Regions from separate parts of the Canis lupus genome. Here region 2 is linked to region 1. A link is a contact called in public Hi-C data. All regions are on one chromosome and are shown on one strand. The core of a region is the stretch at or near the end of the contact, and the rest is flanking DNA. Distances in the headings are between cores, read along the strand shown.

Region 1 (6,932 bases), core at 3,082-5,581:
GCTTGCTCCCCTCCCACATTCCACATTCCATTTGCCTGTCTTCTATCCCTCCCTCTCCTCCTACCTAGAGCTTACAGGGCTTTCCCAAAAGCAAAGCAGAGGGGCTGTGCCCCTGGGGACTACAACCCTCCCCTATTCTCACCTCCCCCAACTCAGGGGACACAAAGACCAGTTACAGGGACCGAAATGCATTTGTCAGTCTACAGGTCACCTCTGGCCACTACCCCTCAGCATGAGGCCTCCACCGGAGTCTCCAGGCCCTGCACTGAGGGGATGAGCAGGAGTAGGAAGGAGTCACAGGCCCAGAGCAGCCTACCACTTACTTTTTCTTTTCTTTGTCCCTTTTCAGAGTCTGTGAGCCTCCAGCCTGCGAGCCCTGGGACTGGAGCAGCTCAGCTGCTGTCTTTCTCTGTTTGAAGGCGTTCACTTCATCGTCCAGGGATTTCTTCTTATCCTCCAGCTTCTTCTTCTCGTCCTGGTGTAGTTTCTTCAGGCGGTCAAACTTCTCATGCAGCTGGCAGGGGAGCACAGGGAGTCTGAGCAGTGTCCCCTGGGAACAGCTCCTTGAGGAGCCAAGCCCAGGGTTAAGTGGGGACCGGCAGGGCTGCCATCCTGCAGGACTGGGGGACCTGAGGAGACATTTCTGCCAGGGACTGCCCCGATGGCACCAAGGCACCATGTTCTGGGGAAGTCCCTTCTCCTGTCACTTCACCTCCACATTTCTGCTCTTGAATGTAGTCACAGAACTATTATTAATGAATAGTAATTAATAATTAGCATCAAGAAATATTCTGTGATTCTCTGTGTTTTATGAGGAAACAGGAGGTCAGAGAAGTTAAGGAATTTGCCCAAGGTTAATCCATTCTTTAGAGGATTATATAGCGAGATCGCCCAATGTGAGTGGGGCCCCTGCCTTTCCTTACCCCCTCTGGTCAAGGAGGATCACCATGGGTTGCAGAGAAAACCTCAGCAATGCCAAAGCTGGTCAAAGGAAATACTTGTCCTCAGACATGGAAGGAGATAAAAGAGTTTTATAAAATGGAATGAGGGCAGAGACCTCAGCTTTGACCAAGGGGAGACTCAGCTAGCCCTGAATAGAACCAGACACCCAAAGGAGAACAGTACAAATACTGAGTATTTCTTTTGAGGATTCTGGAGAGAATTTAGGATTCCGTAGCACTCAAAGCGTACCATGTAGGAGGTCAGGTCTCCAGGTCTTACAGGTATTTGGGACTTAGTAAGGGGTGGTGGATGACAGGCCTGCTGTCTAGACCAGCTTTTTACTAGTCCCTTGGGGTACGGTGGTGGTCAGTTGCTCTAACCTAGTTTCTGTCTATTGGCTTTTCATTCATTTATCTTTGAGATCCTCTCACCTCTCCTCCAAACGTACTGGGTGGCATTTTCTTTTGGAAAGGGAAACTGAAAAAAAAAAATCCGATATCCATGCCACGGACTCTGGTCTTGACTCTTGAGCAGTATTGCCCAACAGAACTTTCTACGGTGATGAAAATGTTCTATATCTGTGCTGTCCAATAGGACACACAGTAGTTGCAGGACAACTTAGCATGTGGCTAATGGGACTGGGGGACTGAGTTTTACATTTTATTTAATTTAAATTCATTTAAATATAAGTAGCATGGCTACCATTTGGGAGAGGGTGGCTCTAGAGAATAAAGTAACCGCCTGGCCTTGGGGAATGAGGGATGAAGAAGACACAGATCTTGCTGCGGCCTTCCCTTGGTACCAGCCAAGGCAGGGCTGCAGATGCCTTGCCCCATTCCTGCCTGGAAGCTGCGGGGCTCTGCCCAAGCTCAGCCCCGTCTTCCTGCCTGTTGGACAGTCAGGGTCATATTTACCTCTTTCTCTGCCTCTTTAAGTTCAGCTTCTTTCTCTTTGACTCTCTGGACGAACATCTGTCTCATCTCCTCTTCTTTTTTCTGGAGCTCCCCTAGGAACTCATTCCTTTTGGCCTCATATGTCTCCTGTAAGCTGCAAATATGGTCAGGTTAATTCCCCTGCCTTTATTTATTTATTTATTTTCCCCTGCCTTTAGAATGGCTCTTATTCAATGAAAACTGGCTCCAGTGGTCCTCCTTGGGTTCCCCACCACCACCACCATCCTCCTTTTCCCCAATTCTGAGACAGGTGCAAAAACAGAACCACAAAGCTGTAGGCAGCTGGCCTGGCATGTGACAGCAGGGTCACAAGGCTGCTTAAGTGGGGGCGGGGCAGCCCTGGTGAACTGACATATTTACAACTGGAAGTGACTCAGAACACCTGTTTCTCTGCCCTGGTGATACAGATGAGGAAAGAGGACCAGAGAGGCAAGGTGATTTGCTCAAGACCACACAGCTAGTTACAGGCAAGGGAGGGACCCGAAGCTGGGTCTCTCATCTTAATCTGGGTCCTTCCTCTGCACTGGACTCCCAGGTTCTGGCTCTGAAACTGACCACATTAATGAACTATTTCAAAAAAACACTTGATGAGATTCCATTGTGTGCTACGCACAGGACTCAGTGATACTATGCTAGTCATTCAACATCTCAAGCCAACAGCCACTGTGCCCACCATCAAGGAACTCACGGTCTACCTGGGAGATGCCTGAGCCAAGTCTCCCTGCCCCCAGCCTCAGGTTTAAAGCAACAGGAGCCAGCCTAGTGAAGAAGAGGAGGAATCATGCTCCAAAGAGGGCAGATGTGGAAGGGCACACGTGGAGAGAGGATGATGTACTTGGGGAGCCAGGCAGAGTCCAACATGGCCGGAGACGATCACAGAAGCTGTGGAGTACAGGGAGGTGGGGTTCCTGAGTCTCGCAGGAAAGACTGGGTGTTGGATGCCACATTACAGGCCTGGTCATTTATCCATGGCAGGGTTTCAAGCAGGAGGACTGACTTCATACAATTTGAAAATGAGAAAGACCACCCTGGCTGTTGCATGAAGGAGAGACTTCCCAACAATCCAAATAAATGATTGGATCTCTCACTTCCATAAGAAAGCCATAAAAAATAATGAGATCTTGTCATATGGCCCGATATGGATGGAGCTAGGAGGTGTAAGGCTAGGTGAAATAAGTCAGTCCGAGAAAGACAAATGCCATGTAATTTCACTCATAAGTGCAACTTAAGAAACAAAACAAACGAATAAAGAAAAAAGAGGCAAACCCAGACCCTTAAATACAGAGAACAAACCGTGGTTGCCAAGGGGGCGGTGGGTGGCATATGAAGGAAACAGGATAAAAAGAAATAATGGGATCTGAATGTTAAGGGCTGGTAGAGATGAAGGATTTGGGGGAACTTAAGAACAGTGAGGGAAGCAGGACTCCTAGGACTTGGGGACGCCTGAGTGGCTCTGTGGTTGAGCATCTGCCTTTGGCTCAGGGCATGATCCCGGAATCCTTGGATCGAGTCCCACATCGGGCTCCTGGCAGGAAGCCTGCTTCTGTCTCTGTCTATGTCTCTGCCTCTTTCTCTGTGTCTCTCATAAATAAATTTTTAAAAAAATCTTTTTTAAAAAAAGGAACTCCTAGGACTTGGAAGGAATTTCAAATGATTTGAGTGTTTTGGCTTGGGCAACCAGGTGGATGGTGGAATCATGAAGTGCAGCAGGGAATGCTGGACGTTTAAAAAGGAAGATGAACTGAAACTTAGACCGCTGGACTTTTTGAGGTACGTCCTCCGTGGGATGTCTGAGCGAGAATATCTGGTAGGCAGTTGGAGCAATGGGCTTGGAGTTCAAAAGTAAGATTTTGCGTGGGAGTCATTTCTTTCTAGGTGGGAAGTAGGGCCGATAGTAGAAAGAAGCTGCTGCCAAGAGAACACAGAGTGACAGGAGCAGGGGCCTGAGGAGAGACCCCTGGGGCATACCAACATGTAAAGGAAAAAGCTGAAGAAGAGGAGTCTGCCAATGAGACCCAGAGGGTAGCGAGAGAGAAGGACTTGAACCAGCCAGGCCAGTGCTTAAAAAGCCAAAGGCTGAGGGAATTTCAGCAAAGAGGCAGTAGGGAGGAATATCTAACGTTCAGGTGAAATCGGAAAAGATGGGACTCAGAGGCCCCATCATGGCCAGTCAATGTGATTGTTGACCTCAGAGAGAGGCATTTCAGAGGCGCAGGGGTGGGGGGCAGGAGCCAGTAAATACAAACAACTCTTTTTCTCACCAGAGCTAAACTTCTTGAAAGAGCAGGGAATGGTGAGGAGGAGGAGCTAAGGGAGCTGTTTCTTCAGGATGCGCATGTTTGCATGCAATAAGGGAAGAAGACTCAGGTAAACAGGCGTTCAGAATGGAGCAGGAGGAGGGGAGGGGCCTAGAGAGGAACCGGCAGAGGCACACCTCTTCCCCCACAGATGCAGATTAAAGCTATGGGAGGGGAAGGAGAGAGCAAACCGAGGGAGTGCCCACCAGAGAGATAAGCACAATTTCCTCCATCCCAGCAGCTCCAGCAGCCCCTGCCCCTGAAGGGGAGCGAGTCCACCCTTCTGGAACCAGGCATCCCTGCAGGACTGGCCATGCTCTGCCCAGAGGCCAAGAGGCCAACTTCGTGCTCTGAAGCACCCCCCTCCCGTCCTAACTGAGGCCTGGCACTTCCTGAGGGGGCACTGAGCTGTAACAAAGAACACCACTAGGTAATTTAAAATGTGGGGCGTATGTCTTGCATCACGCATACAGATCAGACGAGGACACTTGGCAGACGGCTCCTGTGGGGCTAATAAACTGCTTTCGGAGACATGCCTCTCCTCTGAAAGCTTCTCAGATTCGGATTTGAGAAGTATAACAAGGATTAACATCTGGTGGTCAAAACAAAACTTGCACCCGAACTTCGGCACTAAGGACAGCACCTGAAGAGCCTGAAGGTCCCTGATGTGCGTGTGCAACAACTGTAACCGGGTCCCATCTGGTCCCATAGACTGGGTTTGGTAAGGGGAAGGAGGGGAAGGAGCCGCCCGGAAACCTGGCGGGGCAGAGGACAGGCACAGACTGCCATGCTGCAGAACAAAGCCTCTGGCACAACTGACCGCGGCTGATGCCCGTGCGTGTGTGTGTGTGTGTGTGTGCGCGCGCGTGTGTCTGTGTGGCAGGGAGCCCATGGGCCTTGCTGGTCGTCTGGGCCTCCTCCCTGCGCTCACCAAGCCCACTCTGCCACTGCAGAGGGGACAAGTAGAAGGGGCAAGTGACAGCCCTGCTGCTGTAGGTCCCGGCACCTGTGTCTCGCTTCCCTGGGTGATTCCTCCCCAGCCAGCCTTCCCCAGCCACTGGGTGGGCTGGGCTGGCCAGAGGGGTACCTGAAGGGTTTGCTGTCGGGGTCGGTGTCCTTGAAGCCCATCTCCTCCAGCTTGCAGCGCCGGTACAGCTCGTAGTGCCGGCTGTGGGTCTGCTCCCGGAGGTCATCCATGTTCACCCGGATCAGCATCTCCCGCAGCTTCACGAAGTCGCAGTGGGCCTCGTTCTCGACTGCACAGCAGGGGAGGGGGATTGAAAGCATACTGAAAGGAGGGCCAGAAGCAGCGGAAATGGATGAATGGAGAGGCCAGATGCCTCACAGCCACATTGCCTTTCCATCTGTGTACATGGAGCCTGTGAATTTGCCTCCTGACTCACTTTTCCACTGAAAACGCACATGGAAAGTTACAGGGCTGACAGTAGTGGAAAACTGCAAGACCATAAAAAATATCTAAGAAAACATTCAGTAGCACCTCAACCCAAATTCACCAATCAGGCACTCAGGGGAATGTTCGTTTGCTCTTCACCACTTTTAGGCTAATAGCAAATGCACATTCAGCCATCTGTCCAATAAATATTTGCAGCATCTCTGCTCCTGCTATTGTGTGACTCACCGGGAATTCAGAAACGAAGTCATGGAGTCTTGCCCTAAGGAGCTTACAGTGTAGTGGAAGAAAAGATGCAAATAGACAAATATAATACAATGCAAAAATTACCAAAATGGAGGTATATGGCCAAGGTGCAGTGCAAGCTCAGAAGAGGGGAGCCCAAGAAGCACCAGCAGAGAGAAGGCTTCACCAGAGGCAACCCTTAAGATGACTCTTGAGGGAAGAATCAGAATTTATCAGGCAGATCAGCAAATAGCCCACACAAGGTCTCAACAAGGTTAGGCAAGGTTCCATAGCTAGCAAGTTGCAGTTAGGATTGAAATGCAGGCGATCTAAAGGAGAGGCAAAGGCTCTGAGCAGGTGCCAGGTCTCCAAAGAATAAAGGGGAAGAACTAGGACATCTATAGGTGGCAGTGAGACAAGGAGGGGTGTGGACCAAGGTGTGGCCCATCTGGATGGTAGGTAGTAGCTTCAAAGGAGGTGCTTTTTAGAGGATGGATAATGGCCTGAAAGCAGCAATGATGACCAGGACAAAGTGGACCTCACTTTCTAGCCTGAATGAACAAGCCTCCCTCCTCAAAAGAGTATGGCAAAGATTTGCATTTGGGCCAGTGGCCAAGAAGGACAGAAATAGACCAAATCATAACAAAGTGGACTTCCAGTTGGAACACAAGGTTGTGAGCAGTGTTCTGGTATGTGCCTCAGCCATGGCTGCGGTGGGGTTGCCTGAGATGATAAACTGACATAGTCACCCTAGGTTCTGTCTTCCAGGGCCAGGGAGAGGGGTGTGGGGGCAGGGAGGGGGTCCAGGATGACAGGTGGGCCTTGTGGCAGAGTAACCCTTCCAAAGCTTGGATGGGCTCACATAACCCTTCTGCTGAAAATCCATTGCCTTGGGGTACCTGGCTGGCTCAGTCGGAAGAACATTGCAACCCTTGATCTTGGGGTCGTGGGTTTGAGCCCCACATTGGGTGTAGAGATTATTTAAATAAATAAAACCTTAAAAGCTTTTCTTAAAGATCCATTTCCTTGGGGATAAAGCTCCTCGCTGCCATAGAACATAAGCTAATATTAAAAATCCCATCAGTCAGGCAACTTCTCAGGAAT
Region 2 (6,932 bases), core at 1,828-4,327, 87 kb after region 1:
ATTTTATTTTATTCACAAGAGACACAGAGAGAGGCAGACACAGAAGCAGGATCCTCAGGGAGCCCGATGTAGGACTCGATCCCAGGACCCCAGGATCACAACCTGAGCCTAAGGCAGATGCTCAACCACTGAGCCACCCAGGTGCCCCCCATCTGTCTTTCAAGCTCTCATTTAGCTTCTCATCATTCCTCTCTTGATTGCTCTAAGGATTCAAAGCACGTGGTACATAACACCCAATTGCACTTCCCTTAATCCTTTTTTTCTTCATTCTTTATACAGTAATAATATTTCACATATGAATCCTTACTATATGCTGAGCATTTTACCTATTGCCTTAATTATCCTACTGTGTGAGGAAGGTGTGACATTGGGAAGCGGGTATCTCCCCGAGTTTACAGGTGAGGAAACGGAGGGGGGCGTATAGATTGCGACTGGCCCAAGGGCATAGACAAAGTGGTGGCGCTGCGATCTAAACGATTTCTTTTTCAAATATCGATGCTGGAGCGGGTGATGGCCCTTCGTCTGTGAATTCAGTGGTTGGTCCTTTACTGCTGTGCGGCTTCAGACTGATGCTCCTCATAGGATGCCTAGCCTCCCTCTGAGCAGGAACACTTTGCTGCCCCCTTGTGACTCATCAAGGTCTTCCTTCCAAATTCGGCTTCATTAAAAAAAAAAAAAAGGATATCTCTTTTCTTTCTTTCAAGATTTTATCCATTTATTCATGAGAGACACAGAGAGAGGCAGAGATACAGGCAGAGGGAGAAGCAGGCTCCATGCAGGGAGCCCAATGTGGGACTCGATCCCAGGACTCCAGGGTCACACCCTGGGCCGAAGGCAGGGGCCAAACCGTTGAGCCACCCGGGATGGATGCCTGAGTATCTCTTTTCTATTATAATAATTTCCTCCTAGGAAAGGTGTTGCTATGGCAGCGGCAAGGAAAAGAGATAATTGGGGTTGACTTCTTCTAATAGAGAGGAGACAAACATGGGTGTCTCTTACACCAACGGGGGTGGTACGCCCGGTATATTTTCCCCCAAGGGAAAAAAGCAACACAGCAGCTGACCTTGGTGGAGGGGAATGTTCTGACAACCAATTCAGGCTACAGAGCCTCCCCACTGCTGGATTTCTCCAAGCAGGGCTCCCAGTTTGTGTCCCGCCTCAGCTCCCAGGAAAGCGGGTACTGGCCCTGCATCTGTTCCTGGACCTCACAAGAAGGATCCAGGGGAGCTGTGGGAGGGCTGCCGGCTCCTGGTTCTGCCCACTGTTGCTTCTGTTCACGCACAGCTGGCCCTGGCCCACTGGGTACCTTGGCACTCCTAGAGATACCACTTGTGGATGGGGGCCGCAGTGAGGCGCCTGGGCAAAGCCAGACCTCCTAAGGTCAGGTGTAGATACCAGACTGTCTTCCGGAGAACTTCCTTGAAATGGTTAGTCCGCTACCCATGGAATTAAGATGGTCGGCAGGCACCTGCTACAATGTGAGGATGCTACTGGAATAGAATGGAAGGTTCAGTGTGACTTTACTGGTGTATTTTTTAAGGAATTAATTTTTTTTATAGATTTTATTTATTTATTCATAAGAGACACAGAGAGAGAGAGGCACAGAGACACAGGCAGAGGGAGAAGCAGGTTCCATGCAAGGAGCCAGATGTGGGACTCGATCCTGGGTCTCCAGGATCACACCCCGGGCTGCAGGCGGCGCTAAACCGCTGCGCCACCGGGGCTGCCCTGGTGTATTTTATATATGCACGTAGAGGCATCTATTGTTCTGTATACACACATGTGCATGTTGATGCCTACACACATACCAGGGGAGGTTATGTCCAGATATTAAGTGTTTAGCACCAAGGATACAAGACTGTGGATGGGTTTTCTCTACACTTTCTAAATATTCTCTAGTAAATACGCACTAGATCCAAAAGCCCTGACTCTAAGGTGCATTCACCCTAACAGAACCCTGAGCAGCCATAGGTCCCACCTATGATAAGTTTTAAAATTTTTCAGTTGAGCATATTTGAAGATCTAATTGGCTTTATTCGACAATTCATGGATTGAGCAGCATCCCACCCAGCAAATAGAAAGGAGCTCTGAAGAGCTACACAAAATAAAGGGCTTTTATGGACAGAGAGGGGGCAGGAAAAGGAAATTTCTAACAAATAGTGGATTTTAAAAAATATTTGTGAGAGAGAGAAAGAGAGAACGCAGGCATGCATGGGGGGGGGGGGCAGAGGAAGAGGGAGAGAAGCAGACTCCCCACTGAGCAGGGAGCCTGATATGGGGTTCCATCTCATGACCCATGAGATCATGACTGGAGCTGAAATCAAGAGTTGGATGCTCAATCAGCTGAACCACCCAGGCATTCACAAGAGTGGATTGTTTTAGGCAAGGTCATTGTCTTATTGGGGACAGGCAAGGTTTGTCAGGTAGATTACCTCCCTAGCTGACCAGTGCTACTCAACCAGATTGACTGGTTGAGTTTACATTCCTGGGAGAGGCTGAAACTGCAGGTAGGTTAGGTATTAAGTCTTAGTTTGCCAATGTGGGGCTTAGCACGAATGACTCCATTTTCAGCCTGCTATTTCTTTTTTTTTTAACAGATAGATTTTTAAAATTCAGTCTTGTTGTCTCCAAAACACATGATCAAACTTGTCAGATAGTGGGTCCTAATTCTGGAGTTTGGAAACTAAAGTCATTGTGGTTGAGAGGTTAGTGTCTGTTTCTAGAAAGTTTGGGTAGGGGGCACCTGGGTGGTTCAGTGGCTGAGTGTCTCCCTTTGGCTCAGGTGGTGATCCTGGGGTTCTGGGATCAAGTCCCACATCGGGCTCCCTGCGGGGAACCTGCTTCTCTCTCTGCCTATGTCTCTGCCTCTCTCTGTGTGTCTCTCATGAATAAATAAATAAAATCTTTTTAAAAATTTCTTTAAAATAATAGATAGATAGATAGATAGATAGATAGATAGATAGATAGATAGAGCCTGGAGGCCAGAAGGGGGAGCTATAGTGCCCCACTACTCCTCATCAATGGCAAACCCGGCAGGATGAGAGGTACCTGACCTCCTCGCCCAGCAACAAGCTCAGCCAATAAGAAAGTAGCACAACTCAGCCAATGAGAAACTGCCACCCCTAAACTTTCGGTTTCCTCCAATAAGCTTTAGTTCAAAGTAGCGCCTTCCAACTTCCTCTTTTTCTCTATAAAGTAACATTCCTATCCCCTTTGCCTTTTTAAAGATTTTAAGTAATTTCTACCCCCACGGTGGGGCTTGAACTCACAACCCCGAGATTAAGAGGCACAATGGCCATTGACTGAGCTGGCCAGGCACCCCTCCTCTCCTTTGAGCTCCCCACTTGCCAGCTTTGCGTCCCTTTCATGCCCTGAATTGCAGTTTCCCCCTTTCAGAATAATTCATTTTGCTGATGTAGCAACTGGCTGTTTTACTTTTAAGGTCGACAGATTTCAGAGAAGAATCAATGGGAAATTTTATCTGTTCACACACAAACACACAGAGACGCTTTTATTTTTTTACTTTACAAAATATAAGCATTTATTTGTATTTATTTAAATTCAAATAATTAACATATCATGTATTATTCGTTTCATAGGTCAGGGACTCATCAGTTGCACGTCACACCCAGTGCTCATTACATCACGTGCCCTCCTTAGTGCCCATCACCCAGTTACCCCAACCCCCACCCCCTCCTGCAGCAGCCCTCAGTTTATTCCCTATGGTTAAGAGTCTCTCATGGTTTGTCTCCCTCTCTGATTTCGTCTTGTTTCATTTTTCCCTCCCTTCCCCCGTGATCCTGTTTTGTTTCTTAAATTCCACACATGAGTGAGATCATATGGATACGGGACAGCTAGGTTCTTGTCTCACCGAGTCCAAGGACGAATCCTGCTGACAACAGAGAGTGAGCAAAGCCATAGAAGTATATTAAGCACAGATACAGAGAAAGCTCCCAGAAGTCCCACGGGTCCCAACAGGGGTGCCACTGAGGGATTTTATGGTCTTTTATAGGAAACTGACCAACTGACTTGGTAAATTTCTTGTCAATATCAGGGTGGCTACCCCAAAGATACAGATGCAGTGAAACGCCGGGACACCTGCACCCCGATGTTTATAGCAGCAATGGCCACGGTAGCCAAACTGTGGAAGGAGCCTCGGTGTCCATCGAAAGATGAATGGATAAAGAAGATGTGGTCTATGTATACAATGGAATATTACTCAGCCATTAGAAACGACAAATACCCACCATTTGCTTCAATGTGGATGGAACTGGAGGGTATTATGCTGAGTGAAGTAAGTCAGTCGGAGAAGGACAAACATTATATGGTCTCATTCATTTGGGGAATATAAATAATAGTGAAAGGGAATATAAGGGAAGGGAGAAGAAATGTGTGGGAAATATCAGAAAGGGAGACAGAACGTACAGACTCCTAACTCTGGGAAACGAACTAGGGGTGGTGGAAGGGGAGGAGGGCGGGGGGTGGGAGTGAATGGGTGACGGGCACTGGGGGTTATTCTGTATGTTAGTAAATTGAACACCAATAAAAAATAAATTAAAAAAAATATCAGGGTGGATTTTAGCAGAAACACGGGTGGACTAGTAACTATCATAATAACAAACAAGATGTTTTTGTAAATATCATGAGCCCAAGCAAGGTGTTCCCTTCTCTCTGGTTAATATTTCCTCCATAATATTTCCCTACAGCTGGGATTTCTGTGAGCCTAGTCAGGTAGCCCGTGGCCTTGAGATTCTTGTGCCGTCTTGGTTTGAGCAGGGACTATTGATAACACCTTAATGACATATTTCTGTGATTACTCAGTAGCCATTAAAGGGGGGATACTCCCTAACATTTTGGAGCTGGGGGATCAAGTTTATTTTTTCTGTTTTTACTGTCTTATCTCTGTTTTCTTGGGACGGGTAGGAGCCTGACTCTGGGGCCTTTCCTTTATCTTTTCCTGTCTGCCCCTAATTTGTTCCTACATCAATATGATAATTGTCTTTCTCTGATTGACTTATTTCGCTTAGCCAAATACCCTCTAGTTCCATCCACATTATTGCAAATGGCAAGATTTCTTTTTTTTTGATGGCTGAGTAGTATTCCAGTGTGTGTGGGTGTGTGTGTGGGGGGTTGCGGGTATATATATATAACCACCCAGTGTTAAGAGGGTCCCCCTTTCTCTGCATCCTCACCAACAGCTGTCGTTTCCTGACTTGTTAATTTTAGCCATTCTGACCAGCACACACAGTTTTTAAATCAGTGTTTTTGTGTCTTGTTTGAAATGCTGCACGCATACCACACAGCAACAGCAGTACGTCTCGGCACCAGTATGCTTACCTAGAGTGTTCCTGTCCATACGCTTACCTAGAATGTTCCTGTCCCTGATCTCATTTGATCCTCACAAAAAGCCTGTGAGGTAAAAAGCAGTTCCTTTTGGGCAGCCCTGGTGGCGCAGCGGTTTGGCGCCGCCTGCAGCCTGGGGTGTGATACTGGAGACCCCGAATCGAGTCCCACGTCGGGCTCCCTGCATGGAGCCTGCTTCTCCCTCTGCCTGTGTCTCTGCCTCTCTCTCTGTGTCTATGAATGAATAAATAAAATCTTTTTTAAAAAAAGCAGTTCCTTTCATGTCTATTTTTCAGATGAGAAAATAGACTCTCAGAAAGGTTAAGTAATCACCCAAGGTCACACAACCGGTGACAGGCAGACAGACCTAGGACTCTGATCACATGAGGTCTTAACCTCTCTCTTGGCTGCCCATTTTTAGCCAATTTTCAAAGTATGAGGAGTGTAGGCAGCAAATTCCTGAGGCATGTCCACTCACGAGTTTGGAAACCAATGTCTCTGTGGGGAGTGGTGGCTGCTTCTCTCACAACAGTGATCCAGGCCAGCCCTTGGCAGGACTCCCTCCCTAGAGTTGGCTTCAGAGTCAGCCAGCTGGCAGCCAGCCAGGCTCACAGAGAGGACCCAAATGGAGTTAAGAGCCCTGTGAAGAGCATTGTAGGGACATGGGGTCCAAAGGGCTGGGCCCGTGTGCTTCTGCTCCAGGGAAGACCATGGTGTGGGGGGAGACAGAAGGCACAGGCGAGGGCTTCCTTGAGAAGCACTAGAATCTTCCATGTGACTGCTGAGCAGGGGTGGGCAAAGAAGGCAGATGGAAGAGTACACACAGGCAGTGGCCGTCGAGCTGAGGCTGTATCAGGATGCCAGTTTGAGCTGCTGGTTGAAGGAGGGAAGTGACAAGCTGAGCTAAGTGGTGAGAATGGGAAGAAGGGCAGTCCAGGTTCTGGTGAGAACAGCACATGATCTTTCCTATGTGACCATGGACTGAGCAGGAAAATATCACTTTAGGGCCTGGAAGTGGCCAGAGAGGCATAATACAGATTCCTGCTGCAGCCTCCTTCCCAGCCAGAAGCTAAGGCAGTAGGGCAAGGCTGCCAGACTTGTGCCATCCCAAGCTGACAACAAATACACTTGGCATTCAATGTTCAGTCACCAAAGTCAAAATCAGGAGCCCCGAAGACGCATCGCTGGAGGAGCTGTGTGGCCCAGATGCTTCAGGGGGCCAGAGGATGGACAGGGCCACATGTGGGGCACTTGTGACAGCCCATCAGGCAGGAACCCAGGGGAGAGAGGCCGGCTCGATCTTGTTCTCTGAATGACAGCTGAAGAAAGCAAGCCCCAGGGAGAGGACAGAGGAGCCCATGGCCAGCCAGGGAGGTCACAGCTGACTTGGGATCATAAAACAAAACCAAATCAAATCCAGCTGCCATTAACAGAGGCTTGCCACACTCCAGGCACGGTGCTAAATGCTTTCTTTGGATCTGCTACTTCAATTCCTAGGACTACCTTAGGAGGCGGTCATAATTATTATGACCTCCACTTTCGACACGTGAAAGCTAAAGTACAGAACAGCAAACTGCCTTACAAAGGTC

Evidence for each region. A called contact is a pair of places that touch in the nucleus more often than the background predicts.
Region 2: a Hi-C map of blood shows a contact between it and region 1, with 3 times the contacts expected there. The contact joins two enhancer-like sites. A contact is called at or near these places in 3 of 9 Hi-C or Micro-C datasets (amygdala and blood).

The regions. Positions count from the first base shown.
Region 1 is chrX:92,336,655-92,343,586 of UU_Cfam_GSD_1.0, forward strand. SEPTIN6 (septin-6) reads right to left here. Exons shown (of 10, transcript XM_038588184.1): 7 at 5,280-5,448; 8 at 1,857-1,989; 9 at 324-514. Among named protein-coding and RNA genes, the nearest start is that of NKRF, 21 kb to the left of the region's middle. Within about 2 kb of position 4,332, at least 4 of the 20 cell types and tissues checked have an H3K27ac peak or open chromatin away from gene starts, as enhancers often do. A contact at or near this core is called in blood, where this site is marked.
Region 2 is chrX:92,425,079-92,432,010 of UU_Cfam_GSD_1.0, forward strand. No RefSeq gene overlaps it. Among named protein-coding and RNA genes, the nearest start is that of SOWAHD, 29 kb to the right of the region's middle. Within about 2 kb of position 3,078, at least 1 of the 20 cell types and tissues checked has an H3K27ac peak or open chromatin away from gene starts, as enhancers often do. A contact at or near this core is called in blood, where this site is marked.